Linked DNA regions of Mus musculus: all the other regions are linked to region 1. Evidence: chromatin contacts called from public promoter capture Hi-C data. All regions are on one chromosome and are shown on one strand. The core of a region is the stretch at or near the end of the contact, and the rest is flanking DNA. Distances in the headings are between cores, read along the strand shown.

Region 1 (4,950 bases), core at 730-3,229:
TTACAATAATAATTCTTACTTGACAGATTCTGAGTGTCAATACTTTAGGGAGTTTATAGCACTCATAATAATCCACTAAGGTGAGAACTTTTGTTTATTTGTTTTTAGAGACGGGTTTTTCTGTGTACCGCCACCCCCCCAACCCCAGCTATCCTGGAACTCACTCTGTAGTCCAAGCTGGTCTTGAACTCGGAGATCCATCTGCCCCTGCCTCCCATTACCCAGGTAAGCTAAGAACTCTTACTCCTATTCTACAGGTGAGAATAGGAATAAGGGAGATCAAGTCCCTATGAAAAAGAACTGTGGTTTGAATTAGAAAAGTCAAAGTGAAGAAGGTCAGAAATAAATGCAAAACATATATTAGAAGTAAAACAGAACTTGGAAAGGATATGAACACATAGGATGAAGAAATCAAGACTGCTTCTCAAGCTTCTACCCAGTGTCACTGAACAAATGGCTATGTGTCATCAAAATGGACATGCATGCCGCTTGTGGTGTAGTGGACACTGGAAAGGAGAGAATTTGGGTACAAGAGACAGATTGACTCCAGTTTTTAAAGGTATCATATTTGAAATTCCTAAGGGGAGAAAAAATCAAGCTGAGATGTTAAGCAGACAGTTGGCTATTTGAATATGGAGCTGAAAATAAGAAAATCTCAAGTTATCAACATATAGCAGAATTTAAAGCTTAGAGAGAAATGGAAGTACAACAGGGGAGAACCCCAGTCCAAAACCAAATCATTTACCCTGACAAAATTTCTTACCAACTGATTACATCTGTCCTTGGGTCTTCAGTCCCTCCTTTTCCTTTTGCCAGTATGCAACACTATTCTTTTGAATATTCACCCAAATATTAACATGACAAATGACAAACATCATACAAACACACTAGAGCCTATCTGTCTGGCCCAGAAGCCTCCTCTAATACTTAACACAATAAACCAAAATGCCCCCTTAACATTCCCTCTTAGATTAGTTCTTTCAACTATAGACTCATCAGGTACTGTTAACTCGCCAAAGGAATATCTGAAAAACACTACAGTACAACTCTCCAACGACACGGAACTTTATTACCTTTTTATTTTTCTCCAGATTTTGATTTAAAATTGGTTCAATAGACACCGTCAGTGTCCTGGCTAGATATGGGTAGCAACCAAAGGCACGACAAAAATTACACTCCCTTTCAGCGAGTAATGTCTAAGAGGAGTAGGAAAGTAAAGAATGGTCAAGCGGGCGTGTGAATATCGCAGTCAAGGTTTTAATGGATATGTGGCAACAAAGTCACCTGTAAAGACAGCAGGCCTTGCAGGGAGGTACGCTGAGACCACCTGAACCTTGGTGAAGAGAGGCCAGATTTAGAATGCAGAAAGCAAGTGACAACACGGACGCGTTAAAGGAGAAGTAAAGGGGGCAACACTCGAACGGGGCACCTGTAAGGCATTGGGTATCCAAGGACCCGGGGCGGGCTAAGCAGCAGCCGGGAGAACTCTGAAGTGGACGCCGAGTGGGCGGACCGCAGGGGTGGGGTGGGGGTGCCGGGGAAAACGGCTCAATTCAGAAGCTGTCCCGGCTCGTCTTACCTGCGCTAGAGGGTCCCAGCTCCGGACAAGCTTGCCGGAAGCACAAAGTTCCCGCGGAGGGGGTGGAGCCGAAAGGCTCGGAAGGAAGGGGCTCTACTAGCCCCAGAGAGCGAGGCCGGTCTCTCTCCTAGCACACCTAAACCCGCTGATGGCGGGAACTATGACTACACGCAAACACGTACGGACGCACGCACTCTCGACGCAACCAGTCCAGGCGCGTGCGCGTAAGCGCGCAAGTCCCGCCCCTCAAGCATTCGCTCTGCCCCTCACCATGCCCAGCCCCTAACCCGGGCGGCCCCGCCCCCGCCGTGACGACACTGTAATACACATGCGCACCGTCCACTTTACCAACTTTGGCCCTCCTACCATTTTCCTCACGCGCAACCGCTTGAGCATGCGCAATTCGTGTCCTTCCAAGCCTGCTGGCCTTTTCCCGCCCTTGTCTGGCCTTCGGGAGAAAGTCAGAGTTCACGTCTCTCAAAGGATTTACCTGCGATGCTGTGGGGATACGAGGGCCAGTAGTTTGCAGACGTCATTTTGATCCCGAATCTGAAGGTTCAAAGAACATACTTTGAGATTATTTGCTAGGCCGAGGTCCGGGAGGCGGGAAAGGGCTGGGTGGGCGGAGGGTCAGAGGTGAGAGGTCAAAGGCCCGCGAAGGGGGCGGAGCGAGGCGGAGGCGGATGGCGGCACTTCATCTTGGGCATCAGAGCCGCTGAAGCTGGGACGCGGGTCCGGTGCGTCCGGCGGGAGGAGGAGTGCGGCGGCCGCTCCAAACATGCACAGCCTGGCAACGGCAGCGGTGAGTGGTTGCTCCCGCTCGGATGTCCGTCTCAGCCTGTTTTCTAGCTCCCAGATCCGGGCCCTGAGTCCAGCTGCTCCTGCCCCTAGTCGCAAGGTCTGGGGGTCTCCACACGCCGACCGTGGCGGAGCCGGACCCCCGCTGTTCCCTCTCATCCCCTCCCGCCCCCTCTCCTGGCCTGGCGCGCGGCCTCTCGCGTTGTTTGCCAGCGCCAAGGCCTGGTCCCGCGCCCCGCGCTGCCCCAGCAGGCCATTCATTGATTCCTTTGCGCCTGGCGTCAGTTTATCTGGACGCGGGTTGTGAATGCTGGGCGTCGGCGGGGATGAGGATACTGCCACGGCCATTCGCTCTGGTCCCGTGATCCTAGACTTCCTCGCCTAGGCACATCTCAGTGGTTCGGAAATGGGCTTCTAGCTCAAGCCACTTGCTTTTTGCATGAGGAAAGACTTCCTCACGCCTCGCGTTTTATCTTTTAACAAGAAAAGCAAATCATGTATTATACCTCCCTAGAGTCGTACTATGGCTTTCGGTTAAATTTAGAGAAAGTAGACTCCTTCCCTGGCCTACAAGCCCTGTATGATGTGGTCCTTAGTCACGTTTATGGGCTTGGTTTTTGTCACTTGCTCCCTAAGCTCCGACCAAGAAGTATATGAACTTTTCTGTTACATATTCTCTACCTGGAATGTCTTTCTTAGGACTCTGCCTCCATACATACACACAAGTTTACCTCAGAGTGACTTTTTCCGACCATATTCATAGTAGCTTGTAACCCCAACATTTTCTCATATAGAGCACCGATCCCACGGTTTAATTACTAGACTTTTATATTTTATTTTACTTTTACTTGTGGGTTGTCTGTACTCTGTAAGTCAGGGGCAAGTATTTGGTGAGGCCTGTTCACTTGTTTTCCCCACCACTGGGACAGTTCCTACTACAGTAAGGTAAGCACTCAAATAATGCTGACTGAATGGCTACACTCACAACCATACTGGAAGCAGCATAGTTTAAAGACACTTCCAAAGGCCAGTTTCACTTTGTTTCACCAAGGGGAAATGCTATCAGGAAAATAATGTATTTAGATTACATTATGAGACAACGTAACATAATGACTAAATAAAATATGAAAAACTACCTTAACTTCAAGTATAAAAAGAAATATTTAGGACAGCCGTGCTTGGGATTTCTGTGAATTTTGAGGCCAGCCTGGTCTATATGGAAAGTTCAGGCCACCATGATAGCATAGTGATATCCTGACCAAAAAGAAAAGAAAAACATCCTCCAGAGGGTGGTGGCAGCACCTCTGTAATATCAGCTCAGACAGGCAGATCACAAGTTCAAGACCAGCCTGGCAATTTAATAAGACTATCTCAGAAAACATTTTTAAAAAGATGGGTAGAGATATTAATTATAGGAGAATATTTGATCTGGCATGTGTGACACCCTTGGTTCAGTCTCCAGAGACTCCTCCCAAAAGTAAACAATCTGATTGGCATGACAATGCTTTTAATCCCAGCACCCAGGGAAGCAGAGGCAGGCAGATCTCTGCATTCAAGGGCAGCCTGGTCTACAGAGCGTTTTATTTAGGCCAGCCTGAGATACACAGTAAGATGCAGTCTCAAAAGGGAAGAAAAAAAGCAAGCGACTCAGCTAAGTGTAACTGAGACCTAGACAGGAACACATTGCTCAGGAACCAGTGAGGTGGCCTAGTGGGTAAAGTCACTTGTTGCCAAGTGTATTGACCGGAGTTAAGTCCCCAGAACTCACAATACACACAAACTAATAAACATTCATTTAAAAAAAACTAAGAACATACTACTTCATGAAGTTGATTTCTTCTTTTCAGAGCAAGTAATATTTTATATCCTGTCTCTGTTTATACTTGTTAAAATTCTTAAGGGACTATAGTTTCCATAGGTGTGTGTGTGTGTTTATTTAAGCACAAATAAAGTATATATGTAAGCCACATACTCATTTCCTTCATTGTCAGCCTGATTGGTAACTGAAGGCCAGCTGTGTTGTTTTTTTCTGTAGTGATTTTGCAGTTCTTAGAGGAAACACTGAGAAATCTCAGCATAGTAGATTTGTTACAAAGAAACATTTCAAGCTTTCTAATGCTGTAGACCAGAAGTTTCCAGAAGCCACTGGGCAGCATGTACTTCATTTTGTTCCCATGATTATGCTAGTCATGAGAATCTAGTCTTTTAATCTTCTCCATACCTTTTGTCAATCAATACCTCCGGGTTTCCTGTCACCCTTAGTTTTGACATTGGTCTGATTGGTCCTCTTTTTGATGATCTCACTTCACCAAGGTCTGGGATGAGCCATTAAGGGAGGAAGGAAATGGCAGTCGACTGACAGACAATAATGGGAAAGAAGCCCCTAGCTGCTTTTGTTCCTTCTTTCCCAGTTATACATATTATTTGAGACTCATCAAGTTGAAAGGTGGCGGTGGTAAGCGAATTGTTCAAGGTTAGATGGTAGATCTCAGCATCTGAACATACATGCTTCAATACCAGTCTCCTCTCCTCTGCCCAGATTCTCATTTTCCTTTTTTTCCCTCCCTAATGCA
Region 2 (4,950 bases), core at 824-3,323, 730 kb after region 1:
AACAGTCAGTGCTCTTAACCACTGAGCCATCTCTCCAGCCTGGCTTTTCTTAATATCACATTCCTGGTAGGTGCTAGCCTGCTGTGTGTTGAGATGAGAGAAAGAGAAAAATAGCAAAAACTTGGAAGATTTTGGAGTAATTTACTTACTCTTGATTTGTTTAAACCAAATATAAGTACTTCTTGGTCCTTGGGTCAGTCAGAATTCGATTGCAATCAGCAGAAGCTAACCAAGAAAATTAAACCACCAACAAAACAAAACAAAATAAAGCAAAGCAAAGCAAAACTAAACTAAATCAACCATTTCCCGCCACTAAATCACCCTCAAATTAGCAACGTATGGAACTCGCATCGATTCAGTCAATGCAGGGCTGGCAGCCAAACCTCAAACAGCAGTGACAAAGGAGGTCTGGCAGCTCTGTCCCCTCCCTCCCGACAGTGATCATCTGTCCTCAGCACGGGGACAGACACTTCCTCCTCCAGGCACAAGAGGCCGCTGAAGGACCCACAGCAACCTGCACTACACAGAAGCAAATTCTTAGCCACCTTCACCTTCATCTCTCTTTCTCTATTCAGATTTGAAGTCCCACTTAGTCGTGACTTCTCATTGGCAGAACTCATCTTGTGCCTGCACCCTTAGATCAGGGAAGCAAGAGCCTCAAAGTTCTGTGGTAGATACTTCATCTCTTATTAAGGCTGAAACAACCAAAATTCCCCAAGTGTAGGTAGGAAGTCTCTAGATGTAGGCAGGAGTTCAGAAGGTGGGGAGACAGGAAAAGGGGACAAAATGACGGCAGCCTTCCCTTGGTTGGTGCTCAAGCTGTTGCTTTGATGAGATGTCCCCAGGTCACCTGTCCTGAAACACTGACTGGACTCATACAACCATTCCTGCTTGGGTCATGTGTGACACCAGAAAGCATTATGCTAATAACAGCTTCCATAAACCATGCTTCATTTGACTTCTAACAACTCTAGGTGTTACCTATACTTAAGGGGGAAAACAGGCCTTGGATGTTCCCAAGTCACACAGCAGCATCCGGTTGCAAGGCCAGGTCTCCCTGCTCTCAGAGTTCTGAGTTTCCCAGTGGGTTCTGCTGATAGGCTGTGTGTGTGTGTGTGTGTGTGTGTGTGTGTGTGTGTGTGTGACATCCCATGCCATTTTTTATCCCTCCCCCAGTGCTGGGAATTGAGGCTAAGTAAGGTCTGGCGGCTGCTGGGCAAGCACTCTACCCCTAAGCTATCCCCATAGCTTTACATTCTTAGTACCTTCTGGCAGCATCTACTAAGAAAACAGTACACTAATGTCTAGGAATTGGCCAGATGGAATAAAACAAGACCCACTTCTGGAAGGTTCCCTTTTCCTGAGATCTGAATCCAGAAATCATTCTGAGGCTAAATAGATCTACTTACGATCAGCTGTGGAAGAGAAACGTTGAGTCTACTAATTTCCTCATACTAGGCTCTTCTACCTCACCCTTTCTAGGTCAAAAATGTTAAAAGTCTTCCAAGTGTTATTCGGCTGTCCAACTGATACGTTTCAATTCTGACTAAAGACTAAGGGGATGACGAACGAAGGAGGACACAATTCTTACCTTGTATAATTTACATTCTACTGGGGGAGATAGATGATCATCAAATAAATGTTAATTTGTGGCTCTGACAGTGTGGAGAAGAAAATGCCACGAGACTCTATAAAAAGCAGGTCTGACCTACTCAGGGGAGCCAGGGCAGCCTCTTTTGAAGACTTAGCACTGGAGCTAAGCTATGAAGAAGGGTTAGGCCCAGAGGAGACTCGGTGAGTCTTGGAGGTGATGGCCTGGGGGAAGTACTCAGGGATCGTGAAGCACTTTTAGAGGCCAGCGACAGGACAGGGGACCCGCACCTAGCTTGCGGACCGCCCCTCTGCCTGTGTTTGAGAGACTGCGTCATAGCTGGAAAGATATAGCCGACTTCAGCCTCCTAAGTCCCACCTGGGAATGACGTCGCCTGGGTGAAAAACTAAAATAAACGGCTCCGCCCTCATCTCCCAGCAGCCCCTGCAGCGCCCCCGCCCCCCCCGCCCCCGCCCCCTCGTGTGACCGGCCGAGCCGGCCCTCTGAGTCTCTAGTAGTTTCCAGGGCGCTGACGCATGCTTGCGCACACAACCCAGCCTGGCGTGTCGTACGCAGTGGCCGCGAGCCGGGCAGCGGGTGCTAGGCGGTTCCCCTGCGGGGGGCAGGGGCGGGACTCCCGGCAGAGGAGGTGCGGTCCCAGCTGGGTCAGGTTGGGGGTTCAGATCGGGTTACTAGACTTAGGGGGTTCGGGTAGGGCTCCCCACTCCTGCCGTGAGATAGCCCTGGGCACCGGCCTGCGGGACCAGATAAAGGCTGCGAAGGAGCCTAGTCACTGGCCGCAGGCGTGGCTCCCCGGCCCGATTCCACCTCGAAGTGTCGCCTGCCTGCCCGGGGTTGCGGCCGCACGGAGCTGCGGTGCCTCTGTCGGCCTGACCCCTTCTCTCCCGCAGCCTGGAGGAGGGACGTCTGACGCTGAGTTGCCATGGCATCCTACTACGAGATTCTAGACGTACCGCGGAGTGCGTCCCCTGATGACATCAAGAAGGCGTAAGTGCCTCGGCTGTGTTACAGAAAGGCTCTGACCCTTGTTCCCCGCCCCCCTGAGTGCCAGGGGCCCTTTAGAGGTCTGGCTGAAGGGAGGAAGGAGACCCTTGGGAAAGTACGAAGACCAAGTCCAGCCAGGGAAGAAGAGCTGACCTTCTTTAGCGTCCTCTATACACCCAGCTCCCCTCTCCTCCAGCTCCTACATGTGGGCTTGCCCAGGTTGCAGTGCTAAAATGCCCAGGCTATGAGACAGGACAGTGTCTCCACTCTCCCTGTGGCTATAGATAGCTCTATCAAAAGAACCCCAAGAAAGGGCTTATGGCAGGGACTTTCCTTTTTACTCATATCCCTGGCACACCACAGGGAGAGAAACCCCTGAATACAGGCTGCAGTCGTGAGGTATTCTGGGATCGGGGCAGTGAAAGGGTGTTGGACTAAGCAAAAAGGGTAGTCGGTGGGCAAAGCCTACATCAGTCTCCTGACCCTCCCTCTGCACTCACTTCCTGCAGGTACCGAAAGAAGGCTCTGCAGTGGCACCCAGACAAGAACCCGGATAATAAAGAATTTGCTGAAAAAAAATTTAAGGAGGTGGCAGAGGCCTATGAAGTACTATCTGACAGTAAGGCTTGGGGTCCTGCAGGGACCGGCATGTCCCCCTGCTTCCATTCATTCTTGGTACTCCTTCCTAAAGCCACGCCTCCATCCCGTCTCCTCCATGATTTTATTTTAGATAGTGTTTAATCGCCTCCATGTTATGTCTGTCTAGCAGGGTCTGAAGAGCAATTTGGGTCCTGATCGGGGAAGGTCATAGCTTTCCTGCCAGGCCAGCTTATCACCCCCATTTTGTAGGCTAGTAAACTGAGGCTGAGAGAGATGAAATAATTTGCCCATTTCTTGAGCCAGAATATGAATCCAGGTCTGATGGGTGATTTTTTTTTTTCCTCTGTGCTTGAGTATGCCTAGGGCATTGCACATGCTAAAGCAAGTTTTCTACTGTCAAGCCATGATTCCAGACCCAGGTCATTCACTCATTCATTTATTCATTCATTTAGAAAACAGTCTGACTAGACATGGCTATAATTCCAGCACTCAGGAGGTAAGGTAATGCAGGAGGATTTTAAGGTCAAAGGTCCTGTTTCAATAAGTAAACAAACTTCAAAACAACAACCACTAGTTGAGGCTGTAACTTTGTCAGTAGAGTGCTTTGGTAACATACACAAGGCCCTATGTATGATCCCTAGCCCCGCATAAACTTGGCGTGGTGGCGCATGCCTGTAATCCTAGCGACACAAGATGGAGGCAGGAGGATCGAAAGTTCAAGGTCTTCCTTGGCCACATATCAAACTCATGACCATCCTGGGCTACATGAATAGTATCTTTTTTTTTTTTTTTTGAGACAGGGTTTCTCCGTATAGTCCTGGCTATCCTGGAGCTCACTTTGTAGACCAGGTTGGCCTCGAACTCAGAAATCTGCCTGCCTCTGTCTCCCAAGTGCTGGGATTAAAGGCGTGCGCCACCACGCCCGGCTAACAGTATCTTTTAAAATGTATTTCTGAGATGATGTGGGTGGTGGTTCACACTTGTCACCTCAGCACTGAGGAGGCTGAGGTAAGGTGATTGCAGAGAGGTTGAAGACAGCCTGGATACAGGATGAGACCCTGTCTCAAAACACCAAAACCAAACCCCACAAATGATCCCAGAAAATATCTCCTAAAATTACTGTGCCAGGTATTTCCGGGTACTAGGGAGACAGTGGAGGGCAAGCAGGCCCCGTCCTCGTCCCGTGGTCTATCGTATTCTGGTTAGGGAAGACCGACAGGAGTCAGGTATGTGCAGAGGCAGGTTACACACCGAGAAGAGGATTCCAAAGGAGAACTGCTGTACCAGGGAAGGGTGGCGCATGCTCTTGTTGTGGTCCTAGCTAGTCTCTGTGGAAGTGGCTTGGTTAGGATAAGCCTATTAATAAGAATATGGTATAATTAGCTGACATTTATTTACTTGTTTCTGTGGAGCTGAGTGTTGAGCCCAGGGTCTTGTTCCTGTTAGACAGGGTCTCTGCTACTAAGCTCTCCCTCAGCCCCTAGCTTATGTTTATTGCCTTATGTGTTAGGCAGACACCGTGCTAGGCAGGTTGGTGAGTTATCTCCTTTAAATTCTCTCAGTGGCTCAGAGTGGGTGCTATGAGCATGTCTGTCATAGAGATGAGCCAGCTGCTGAAACCATGCCCCCCTGGATACCCTGCCGTCTCCCAAGTTTCATTTTCTGACACTCGTCCTAGCCCAAGAGGGGCGATAACTTTCCTAAAGGGAGGAATGACCAGGTCTCTTCTTCTAGAGCACAAACGGGAGATCTAT
Region 3 (4,950 bases), core at 1,367-3,866, 690 kb after region 1:
CCTAGGTAGTTCTTACAAGAGGCAAGGCTATAGGTTTAAATGTTATACCTGGGCCTGAGACATAAAGGTCTGCAGAGTTTAGGGCCTAGGATTGTGTTGCCTTGGCAGGTGCAAAAAGAAAGACCAGAAGGATTCTTTTACCACAGCATGAATCCCTTCGTATACTTACATGAGTTCAAACATCTCTCCAATGAGCATACATGTGAAGCCATTCTTCTGGTGGAGATTATAAACGTGTAAGTGTTAAGAAAAAGTGGCCGGTAAGCAAAAGACACCTAAGAATACAGACTTTGATGTCCTCACACTCCCAAGCTGAAGTCCTGGCTCTAGAACTCTCCGGAGTGTGATCTTTAACAGGTCACTTCCCTAAGCTTTGCCCACAGTGGCAAACTGATAATAGCCATTGCTACCTCTTAGGGTTATTGGGTCTAGGAGCATGCATTCAAAGTATTCAGCACTGAAATGACAGAGTCGAAAGGCATTATTACCATTAACAACTTACACCCTTAGAAAAGCTCTTCATAAAGTAACACAAGTACATAGAGCTCTCAGCTAATATGAGGTATCACTACTTTTAGCAATCGTTATTTCAATATGAGTTTCATTTCCCTTTCCATGGACCGGAGTGGAACGCATCCCTGTTTCCCATCAGAGACCTCCCTCGCTCAGAGACAGGCTAAAAGGTGGAAGAGCTCCAAAGCAGAGACACAAAGGATATTCGAGAGAAGAAGAGGTCAAGGTTTTCAATGTGGTGCCAAGGTGCTGTGGACACAGGAGCAGAGATGTCAGCTCCCTGAAGTGGCTATTCTCCCCCCCCAGCCTCCCCCCTCCGCTTGCCCTGCTCACTCAGGGTTCCTCCAGCAACTTCCGCCCATGCCCCTGCTCTAGCTGTCATGTCCCAAAACTCACATTTGCTCCCCTCGGCCACATGCACCAACAGGTCCTCTTCCCCGGGGGGCGAATCGCTATAGGAGGCCTCTAGGCGCTGGTATTCAGTGTCAAACTGTGCCATCACCACAGCCCCCTGTCCACCTTGTTAACCTGCCAGTGAAGAGAACCCGGATCAGATCCAGGCACTGTCTCCTTGCTGTCCTGCCCACCAGGCCAGAGGGAATGAGAAAGGGATTTGTTTTTTCCCACTAGCATCCTTGACTCAGAAGCAGTACAGGGATAATATAGCCCAAGAAGCACAGCTAAGCTTGGGACTTAAGGGGGCCTTCACCCTGGTCCTGAATCCCAGAACCTTTTGCTGGCTTAGCTACTATGCCAGAATCTGCCCCTCTGGTATGGGGTGAGTTGTTTCATTTTCTGTCCAATGAAGAGAAAGTTTCCTCCCCTGCCCCTCCTGGAAACCCTGGTCTCTCTAGAGACTAACAGTTTGAAAGCATGTTTTTGTAAACAAAGGTTTAAGATAAGCACATGGTCCTACCAGCTCCATGGACAGTTTCTGCTACACGTCAGTCCTGGGTGCCCTGGTTGGACAGCTGCTGGAGGAAAAGGTGTCAGGCTTCAAAGAATGGAGAGTTGGGACAGAAAAAAATCCAACCCTCCCACCGGTCCAAGCCCCCACTAAGGAGGGCAGAGAGATGGGGAAGAGACACTTTGCCAGTTGTGTCAGATGTCCCCTGTTGTTCTATGTAGAACCATTCATCTACTTTGAGGATACCAGGGAGTAACTAAACTCTCTGACCCAGTGCAGAGTGAGTCAGTACAGGTCCGAATCCAAACAGCCCTTTGGGACTGTTTTACCTCTGGTCTACCTCAACTTTAGAAATCAGACATGCTTTTCGGGGTCCAGAAAACCCCGAATGGGAGTCTTCTCAAGATTTTTCTGGACAATCCCTTCTGCTTCCCTAGCATCAGAGACGTAGGCAGGCATGGCTTTTGGATCAGAATTTTCCAGTCCATGTAGACTCCGGATCCCGCTTGAATAAGTGGGTTCCCTGGGTGCCTAGTGCCAGGTGGGGTCAAGGTGGTATGGTATACTCCCAATCAGTAAAGACTCTGGGGATGGTGGATCTTGGTCCGACCTGGTCCCAGAGGGAGTCCCTTGGTTAATAATAAGAGGTGTGTGCCTCTGGAAACACACTCACCTGGTCAGTGTAGACCCAGGGCCCATGGATCTCCCCAGGAAGGGCCTGTGCCCAGGGGTGTCTGTGGATGGTGGAGGGGTCGAGCCAGATCTACAGCTGAAATCCCTGGTGGGCTGGGATGCCTCCCCAATCCCAGCCACCTAGACCTGAGCACAGGGCGCCCCAGGGTCGCCCGGCCCCAGGCCGGGGGCTAGGCTCCCAACAGCGGACAACCCGGCGCGCGGCCCCGGCGCACGCGCGCTCCCCTGGCCGCGCGCGCCCTCTATCAAAACATTCTAGCTGCGCGCCCCCGGCCCGCCCGCCGCTCCCCTGCCCCCGTTACGCATTACAAGCTCACTTGGGGCTCAGTGGGCATCCCTGGCCAGCTTGGGCCTGGGTCTGGAGATTCCAGTTACCAGCCTCGCGTGTCACCGCAGGAACCGGGATCCAGGGGATTCCAGAAGCCGGGTCTGTTCTGCTGGGCTCTGCCAGACCCGGAGCTCTAGGCCCTCCGTCTGTCATTCACTGTCACCCGCAGCCAGTCTGGCCAATGAAAAAAGTGGGTGGAGACATGGTGGCCAATTCTTAGCCCAGGGGGCAGGACGGAAGGCTGAAGGCGGGTCTTGGAGAGCAGAAGACCAATAGTGTGCTCTACGTGATGAGGGGCTGGGCTACGGGCGCGGCAGTGTGTCCCCTTCGCCTCTCCGTAGCCGCCGAATTGTTGTGGTGTTGCAGAAATCCAGTTTTCGAACGTGGTCTTGCGTGTGGCTCGGCTCTCGGGACATTAGGGGAGGCTTCTGAGGGAGGGTCGAGTGACGAGGCTTGGTGTCGGTGCTAGTAGTTCCGTTGGGTAGACTCTGACTGGTAACTCCTGGACTCGAATTGGGTCTTGGTGCTCTCCATTTCACTCCTGAAGATCCTCACGTATTTACCGCAGAACTGATTTGTGGGAGCGGGTAAAGGCTGAAGGGCATTTCTGCGTGGGGATGGCCAAACCGGCTGGCGATGCGGCAGTAGGATCTCGTTCTGGAGAGTTGTTTCTGCCCTCCGTTTCTTCTTCAGCCACGTCGCCAGCTCCAAGTGCAGCCTCAGCCCCTGCCTCCGTTTCCCTGTTGTCCCTCAACGGGGAAGCTCCACTCATTCGGGGCCTGAGCCTGGTGAGCCAAGCTCCTGGGGAGGCTCTGGCCTGGGCGCCGCGTACTTCCTGTCCAGGTATCCGGGTTGCTTTGGGGTGGACCTATGAGGAACGTCACAGGGTTCCGTGAAGTCTATTAACACGGAAGACTTACATCGTGATTTCCCAATTTAGGAATCCACACTGACTTTATGTTGGTCGGCTTTTTCTTTCCTCAATATATTTCAGCCTTGGGTTGTTTATACAGGGCTGGCCCATAAATTGTCACCATAAAGGTTTCTAGCTATTGTTTATATCTCGTTACATTAATACCACTGCTTTTAAAACACCTTTCCTAGGTCTATTTCAAATCGAAGTAGACTCCAGTCAGATATATTCCCTTTTGCTAAATATAGAATAATTTACTGATTTTCTACACTAGTTTGTCTTCGGCTGTGTTTTCTTGCACTTTTTTAGGTTGTCCACTGCAACTGGGAGTTATAAGATGTGAACATCCATTTAGGAACTGGTTTTATATGGTTAAAAATAAATTTAATCTGGGAGTTGTTAATACCCACCTGTAACCCTAGCACTTAGGAATCTGAGGCAAGAAGGAGACGTGGGACTTTAAGAAAAACCTAGACTGTACAGTGTACAGGTCTGGATTCCATCCCCAGTGCGGCAGAAGTATTTTAGGGCTTACTAGGAAGGGGGCTAAAGGGACCTTTCAGACACTGTGATGTACACCTTTCCTAGGTTTTGGTTAGGTATCAAGATGTGATAAAGACCATTCCTGGACTTGTTTTCCTGGGTGTGTGCTTGCTTAAACTCAGAGAGACCGCTATGTACACCCACAAGTTCACTTTTAAGAGCAAGGGGTTGCCCATTAACCATATCAGTGGGGATGTTGTGTTTTGTTTTGTTTTTGAGATAGGGTCTTACTGCGTAGCCTTGGTTGGCCTGGAACTCACTATGTAGACCAGGCTGACCTCTAACTCATAAGACATCTGTCTGCCTCTGCCGAGCTGCATCACCACGTCCAGCTTCAGTTAAGTTTGATGTAAAGGGATAGAAGTACTTCTAGAGTTAGCCTTAACTGTGTATCTGAGGATTTGGAAGACATGGATTCAGGAATTATTTTCCTGATTGATGGCTCAGTTTTGATAATTTACCCTTGTTAGAAGGTTCCTCAGATGTGTTGGGTAGCACTCAATAGACTGAAAAAGGAGCTGCGGGCCGGATGCAGTTCAGTGGTACAGGACATGCTTAGGATGTAGGAGATCATAAAGACCCTACATCAGAAAGAAGACTGAACCTAGTGCCATTTGTTTTCTACAAGATTTCCCTAAACAGCCCACGTTGATAACTCAACTGTAATATTAACGTTTACACGTGTCTTTCCAAGTGTATTTATTGTACGGAATAGTCACTGTATCGTTTATTTCATGATTGCCAGAGTGTAAATTCTTGGAAGGCAAGGTCATGCCATCTTTTTCTTCTGTATTATCAGGTATTCAGTATAGTCCTGGGTACTGTAGGTTCACTGTGGTTTGGATATAATCCCTTTCTACTTCCAACTACCCTTGTCTTCCTTTCAGGAGAGAACACAAGCTCGGGGGGAAAAGTATCTCCATATTCTCTGGAAATTTCAGAGAAATTATTTTGTTCAGCCTGTGACCAGATCTTCCAGAACCACCAGGAACAGGTAAAAGGCCAGCAGATGAGGTTAGATGGTAGAAGCAGAAGTGTAATTCTGGCCAGGTG
Region 4 (4,950 bases), core at 1,244-3,743, 640 kb after region 1:
AAATTCTAAGTGGATGAAAGCCCACTCTAAGGTTGGTCCTCAACTTTTTCTAGCAGAAAGGCTTCTTTTTCTTTTTAAAGATTTATTTATTTTATTTATATGAGCACACTGTAGCTGTCTTCAGACACACCACAGGAGGGCATCCGATCCCACTACATGTGGTTGCTGAGACTTGAACTCAGGACCTCTGAAAGAGCAATCAGTGCTCTTAACTGCTGAGCCATCTCTCCAGCCCAACACTTGTTTTTCTATTAAGTTACTCATGTTTCTCTTTCCCCAATGTTTATTTGAGAAGTATGCCTTATTTACTTGAGAAACATGTAACATGTATACTTAGAAAACTAAATTTCTGCCCTATAAATCACAAGAGGCAGCAGAACTTGGGCTATAGCTCTGTGGTAGAATGCCTGCAGAGCATACACAAAGCCCTAAAAATAAGTGACTGCAATTTATGAGCTGTTTTTACTCATGTGGGCTAAAAGAATTTGAAACATGGCCTGCATTGTCAAACCAAGTACCAACCAAGCTAGTTATAATGAGACACAGTGCAGCTCAGAGGGCAAACCTCCAGGCATTTGGGTGACTATGACAACCCAGTCCTCCAAGTTTCCACTTGCTCAGTCACACACACACACCACCACCACCACCACCACCACCACCACCACCATCACCAGTCTAACCTGCCACAGGGCTGGAGAGCTCCTCCAGGCTGCAGTCTGTCTCCAAGTCCCAGCCATAATAGAGTCTCCTTCGGATTCGAGCACTTAGCTTTTGGTGTCCTGGAAGGACCTGAAACAGGGCCAGGAGTAGTGGAGGGTGAAGGGCAGGGAAGGTTTGGTGGAAATCCTGGGTACTGACCCGGGCCTATACTCTACCCAGCCCAGAGTTCCCAAGATCATTTGTTAATGGCAGCCTAGTCTTGTCCACAGTGGGAGAAAGACAATAAGCCCGCTTCTGACATCACTGAGGGCTCCCAATAGAAGACTAGACAACTAGAAACCAGATGGGACCCCAGTCTAATCACTAGCAGTTCCCCTCTTATAACCTGAGGCTTTGCCTTCAGGCCCAAGTGGCATTGCTCTCAACAATAGCCCACTCCAGGGCATAACAAGTAAGAGAGCTCCCATTCCGCTCGGGTCTGGAGGAGAACGCCTGGGAGTTCTGACTCCCAGAGGCAGAGAACAGGCGGACCTCTCACCATGAAGTCTTGGAAACCGGTGAGGGAGAAGGCGCCTTCTTCGTCCAGCAGGAGCCCAGTCAGGTCCATCGCACTGTCAGCCGCCACCCTGCGAAGGTGGAGGGAAAGGGAAGGAATCGTAAGTGACCCCAGAGCCGTGCTCACCCGTTGGCCCACCTCTCCCGAAAGGGCCACCGCCCGACTGCGCGCAGCCTCCTCCCTTCTCGCAGGCGGCCGTGGGACGCCTCTTCCTGTTCCGCGTGCGACTGGGCCTCCCGGCGCCCGACGACAGGCGCGGCGCTCACCAGGCGAACCAGGAGGTACGAGGGCCAGCAGTGTTCTCAGCCCGTGCCGCGTTCGCTAGGCGTTTATAAGCTGCGGGAGTGAGTGTCACCGACGAGTCTGCGCGCCCGGCAGGAAGTGCCTCCTGCCTTGCCCAACCTGAGAGCTCCGGGTCTCCGGAGCTATGAGCACCGGGGGCAATTGTAATACGGTTCCCAGGGGACCGCGACACACCAAGGGTGAACGCGCTGACCAGGCTTTGTAGTCGTGGTACAGATAGTAACGAGCCTAACACAAAGGCAACGCGGCGAGTTGTTTCCTGGGTTTTAGGGAAGACGCACTCAATCAGCAATGCCCAGGAAAGATGAACAAGAAACTTACCGTAGGTGGGAGAACTGTGAACAAGGTGGGAGGGAATCTGTTGAATCTTTATGCCCCTTAGAAGTTTGAAACTGTAACACTCGAATACATACTGTATTCTGTATGGTTACTCCAGCAATTAAATGATCTCAAAAGATATAAAGCCTCAATGTACGATGTTAAACAGGTCTCCCCAAAGCAAACAGCGCCTGGATGTTTTATTTCCAAACACTCCTTCCACACAATTTGCGGCTGAGAGATTTTGGGAAGAGAGAGGGCCGACGCTCCAAGAAGGAAGAAACAACTTTTCGAAGTTGGTGAAGCTGCTTTGAAGTCATTAAAGTCACGCGCTGGTGTTTGTTTATCCGCTGAGGGGAGGGGACTGGAGGCGAAGAGGGTTGAGTAATGGGGATGGCACCGCCCTTCCCGATCCCAAGCAGATTGTAGTCAAGATCCTGGGGGCCTGAAAGCCCACTCACTGCCTCTGGGCAGTGCCTCACGCGACAAAGAGGTCTCCAGCCGCCCTGTAAACACCGGGAGAAGACCTCAGGCCTCGCAGCCTCAACGCCCGCCCCGGATCACCCCTCCAGCACCCTGGAAGCACACCTTCGTGGGTGCAGGATCACGACAGCGGCCAACGCGCACGCGCGGGCGTCCCATCCGGGCTGTTAGGGCACGTCACGTGGCATCGCGCTTCATCACGTGACGCTTGACCGCAGGTTTTTTTGCTCGCCCGTGCGTGCGCCCCCTTCCGTCTGACGCGCCCCCGGCGGCGGCCGCGCAGCCCTGGCTCCTCGCGGGCTCGGGCAGCGGCTGCGGCGCGGTGATGGCGAGCAGCGGTGGCGGTAACACCGGCGCGGGTGGCACCTCGGGGCTGGGCCTGGGCCTGGGGCTGAGCCTCGGCATGGGTGAGGCCACTGGCGACGCGGAGGAGGAGGCGGCCGCAGCCGAGGCAGTGGGACGTTTAGCTACGTCCCTGTGGCTGCGGCTCCGCGGCTGGGAGGCGGTGCTGGCGGCCGCACAGCGACTGCTGGTTTGGGAGAAGCCGCTGCACAGCCTGGTCACGGCGGCCACACTCAACGGCCTCTTCTGGTAACGGCCACGGAGGAGGGGGCGGGGCCGGGCTGCGCGGGAGAGCGGGGGCGGGAGGACCGGGTGCTCCCTCCCTTGGAGGGCTGTCAGCGTCTGGGGCGGTGATCCTGCACCAGGTGGCCCCATTTTTTAGTCTCTTAGTGACTGGGTGAGGCTTAGAGGGCCATCTCCCCATCCATGGGTCTTTCTGTGATTTTCGATGGATTTGGGAGCCTCAACTGAGATGCCTGTCTCCCTAAGGTTGTTGTCTTCGTCGTCCCTCCGGCCCTTCTTCCTGCTCAGCATCTCACTTTTGACCTATTTTCTACTGGATCTCTGGCATCCTCGCTTTCTCCCTGACGTTTCAGGTGAGTTTCTTCATTCCACATGCACTGTATGCACCTGCTCCGTGCATCACCCTGCTACTTGAGGGGAGGCACAGGAAGGCCATTTATCTCCTAAGGCATCCTGTATGCCCTTCCATCGTTTTTTTTTTTTTTTTTTTTTTTTTTAAGAAAATTGCCTGAAATGAGAATTGTTTCTTTTCCAAAATTAATGTTCTTGTGAGTTTAGTAGTCAAAACTATATAGCATTTAAAGCTGGGTTCAGAAACAGCATATCGTACACCTTGTAGTTGGTGGGTAAAGGGAATGCTCTGGACTTCACATAGTGGTTCAGGCCTGGAAGCGAGAGACAGAGGGATTACTGAAAAATTGAGACCAAGAATGTTAAAGAGAGGCAGCTCTTTCTGACTTTGGATCTGTCTCTAAGTGCTTCTTGTATTCTTAACTTACCCCACACCCTTTTCTCCATAGCACCACCCCCTGAAGAACCACACTCTGACAGGTGAGTATAGGCCACCTTTTAAAGAAGATGCCCAAATGTGGTCTGCTTGCTGTGCTCAGCTCAAAGAGGAGCAGGGCTGTGGCTTGTGCAGGCATAGGCCCAGTGTAATGAAGGGACTTACAGCAAGCAAAAGTATGCCTGGCTCTAGGCTTCTTTGTATGCAAACGCTGTGTTCCTTCTCCCGTGGAGGTAGAGGGTTGAGTACCCTGGGAATTTACATCCCAGGATGAGGATGCCTTCCTTTGGGGGAGGTGGGGCCTCCAGAGTGAGATCTCATCAGCAGTCTCAAAGTGACTTGAGTGTCTTAGCTGGTTTCTGAGGCCTCCAGGGGTCATGTCATGTCTCCCCAGTGAGGGTGCGGGGTCAGGCGCCCAGCCGCACCTGCTGAGTGTGCCCGAGTTGTGCAGATACCTGGCTGAGAGCTGGCTCACCTTCCAGATTCACCTGCAAGAGCTGTTGCAGTACAAGAGGCAGAATCCAGCTCAGGTAAACCCCATCCTGAAATGGTTGCAGGAGTCGGGCTGGGAGAGAGTGACGCGTGCAGTGACTGTTGTAAATTTCCTCAACTGGTTCCCATTTTTTTCCACCACATGAATAGTTTCTCCCCTGGTGACTGTGCACATGGTGTAAGCCTGTGTTCTTCACTGCTCCTGTGCTCTTCCCTGCAGTTCTGCGCTCGGGGCTGCGCTGCCTGTGCTGTGCTGGCTGTGTTGGGACACTATGTTCCGGGAGTTATGATTTCCTACATTGTCTGTGAGTGGAGCTCATTCCTGCTCTTTCCAAAGCCCTGTCTAGTCTTCTTTTCCTGGGTTGACCCAAAGGAAAGACTGTGTTTTCTTTGTTAGTTACTCACCTGGGAGGAGGATAGCAGATGGGGGAAGAGGGTATCACTGCCTTGAGAAAGGATCCCGTCTTTGTTCAGACCTACCTGTTCAGGGGACAGTTTGGATGAAGGCTCCTGAGAAAGTGGCCAACTGAGCTCTGAGTGCACTTTCTTAACCCGTAGTGCTGAGTATCCTGCTGTGGCCCCTGGTGGTCTATCACGAGTTGATCCAGAGGATGTATACTCGCCTGGAGCCCTTGCTCATGCAGCTGGACTACAGCATGAAAGCTGAAGCTGATGCCCTGCACCACAAACATGACAAGAGAAGTAAGGGATTCTCTTAACCTGGATGGGGAGAGGCAGGGAGAACCTGTAGTGTATGGCTCATGGT

Evidence for each region. Promoter capture Hi-C pulls out the DNA fragments that hold promoters and counts their contacts. Capture Hi-C pulls out chosen DNA fragments and counts their contacts.
Region 2: a promoter capture Hi-C map of liver shows a contact between it and region 1, with 2.4 times the contacts expected there. The contact joins the promoter of Dnajb2 here to the promoter of Cnot9 in region 1. A contact is called at or near these places in 1 of 39 promoter capture datasets (pre-B cells), 1 of 484 Hi-C or Micro-C datasets (muscle stem cells), 1 of 115 datasets of contacts at active chromatin or transcription factors (memory CD8 T cells) and 2 of 9 other capture datasets (adipose tissue and liver).
Region 3: a promoter capture Hi-C map of pre-B cells shows a contact between it and region 1. The contact joins the promoter of Atg9a here to the promoter of Cnot9 in region 1. A contact is called at or near these places in 7 of 39 promoter capture datasets (the C10 cell line, cranial neural crest, hematopoietic stem and progenitor cells and 4 more), 1 of 484 Hi-C or Micro-C datasets (CD4 T cells), 3 of 115 datasets of contacts at active chromatin or transcription factors (astrocytes, effector CD8 T cells and memory CD8 T cells) and 1 of 9 other capture datasets (liver).
Region 4: a promoter capture Hi-C map of adipose tissue shows a contact between it and region 1, with 2.5 times the contacts expected there. The contact joins the promoter of Cnppd1 here to the promoter of Cnot9 in region 1. A contact is called at or near these places in 11 of 39 promoter capture datasets (the 3T3-L1 cell line, the C10 cell line, cranial neural crest and 6 more), 3 of 115 datasets of contacts at active chromatin or transcription factors (bone marrow-derived macrophages, cardiomyocytes and memory CD8 T cells) and 2 of 9 other capture datasets (adipose tissue and liver).

The regions. Positions count from the first base shown.
Region 1 is chr1:74,504,081-74,509,030 of GRCm38.p6, forward strand. It overlaps Cnot9 (CCR4-NOT transcription complex, subunit 9), which reads left to right and starts at 1,980. Exons shown (of 8, transcript NM_021383.5): 1 at 1,980-2,381. The coding sequence starts at 2,358. Usp37 (ubiquitin specific peptidase 37) reads right to left here and starts at 1,741. Exons shown (of 24, transcript NM_001310662.1): 1 at 1,580-1,741.
Region 2 is chr1:75,234,350-75,239,299 of GRCm38.p6, forward strand. Dnajb2 (DnaJ heat shock protein family (Hsp40) member B2) reads left to right here and starts at 2,074. Exons shown (of 9, transcript NM_001159883.1): 1 at 2,074-2,240; 2 at 2,503-2,599; 3 at 3,106-3,215; 4 at 4,931-4,950. The coding sequence starts at 2,535.
Region 3 is chr1:75,189,394-75,194,343 of GRCm38.p6, forward strand. It overlaps Atg9a (autophagy related 9A), which reads right to left and starts at 2,617. Exons shown (of 16, transcript NM_001288612.1): 1 at 2,431-2,617; 2 at 1,430-1,487; 3 at 910-1,041; 4 at 719-762; 5 at 170-234. The coding sequence starts at 1,012. It overlaps Ankzf1 (ankyrin repeat and zinc finger domain containing 1), which reads left to right and starts at 2,767. Exons shown (of 13, transcript NM_026187.5): 1 at 2,767-3,284; 2 at 4,785-4,891. The coding sequence starts at 3,059.
Region 4 is chr1:75,140,218-75,145,167 of GRCm38.p6, forward strand. Cnppd1 (cyclin Pas1/PHO80 domain containing 1) reads right to left here and starts at 2,494. Exons shown (of 10, transcript NM_026977.3): 1 at 2,426-2,494; 2 at 1,841-2,343; 3 at 1,199-1,286; 4 at 681-789. The coding sequence starts at 1,267. It overlaps Retreg2 (reticulophagy regulator family member 2), which reads left to right and starts at 2,569. Exons shown (of 9, transcript NM_170755.2): 1 at 2,569-2,911; 2 at 3,152-3,258; 3 at 3,706-3,736; 4 at 4,087-4,222; 5 at 4,405-4,489; 6 at 4,743-4,886. The coding sequence starts at 2,646.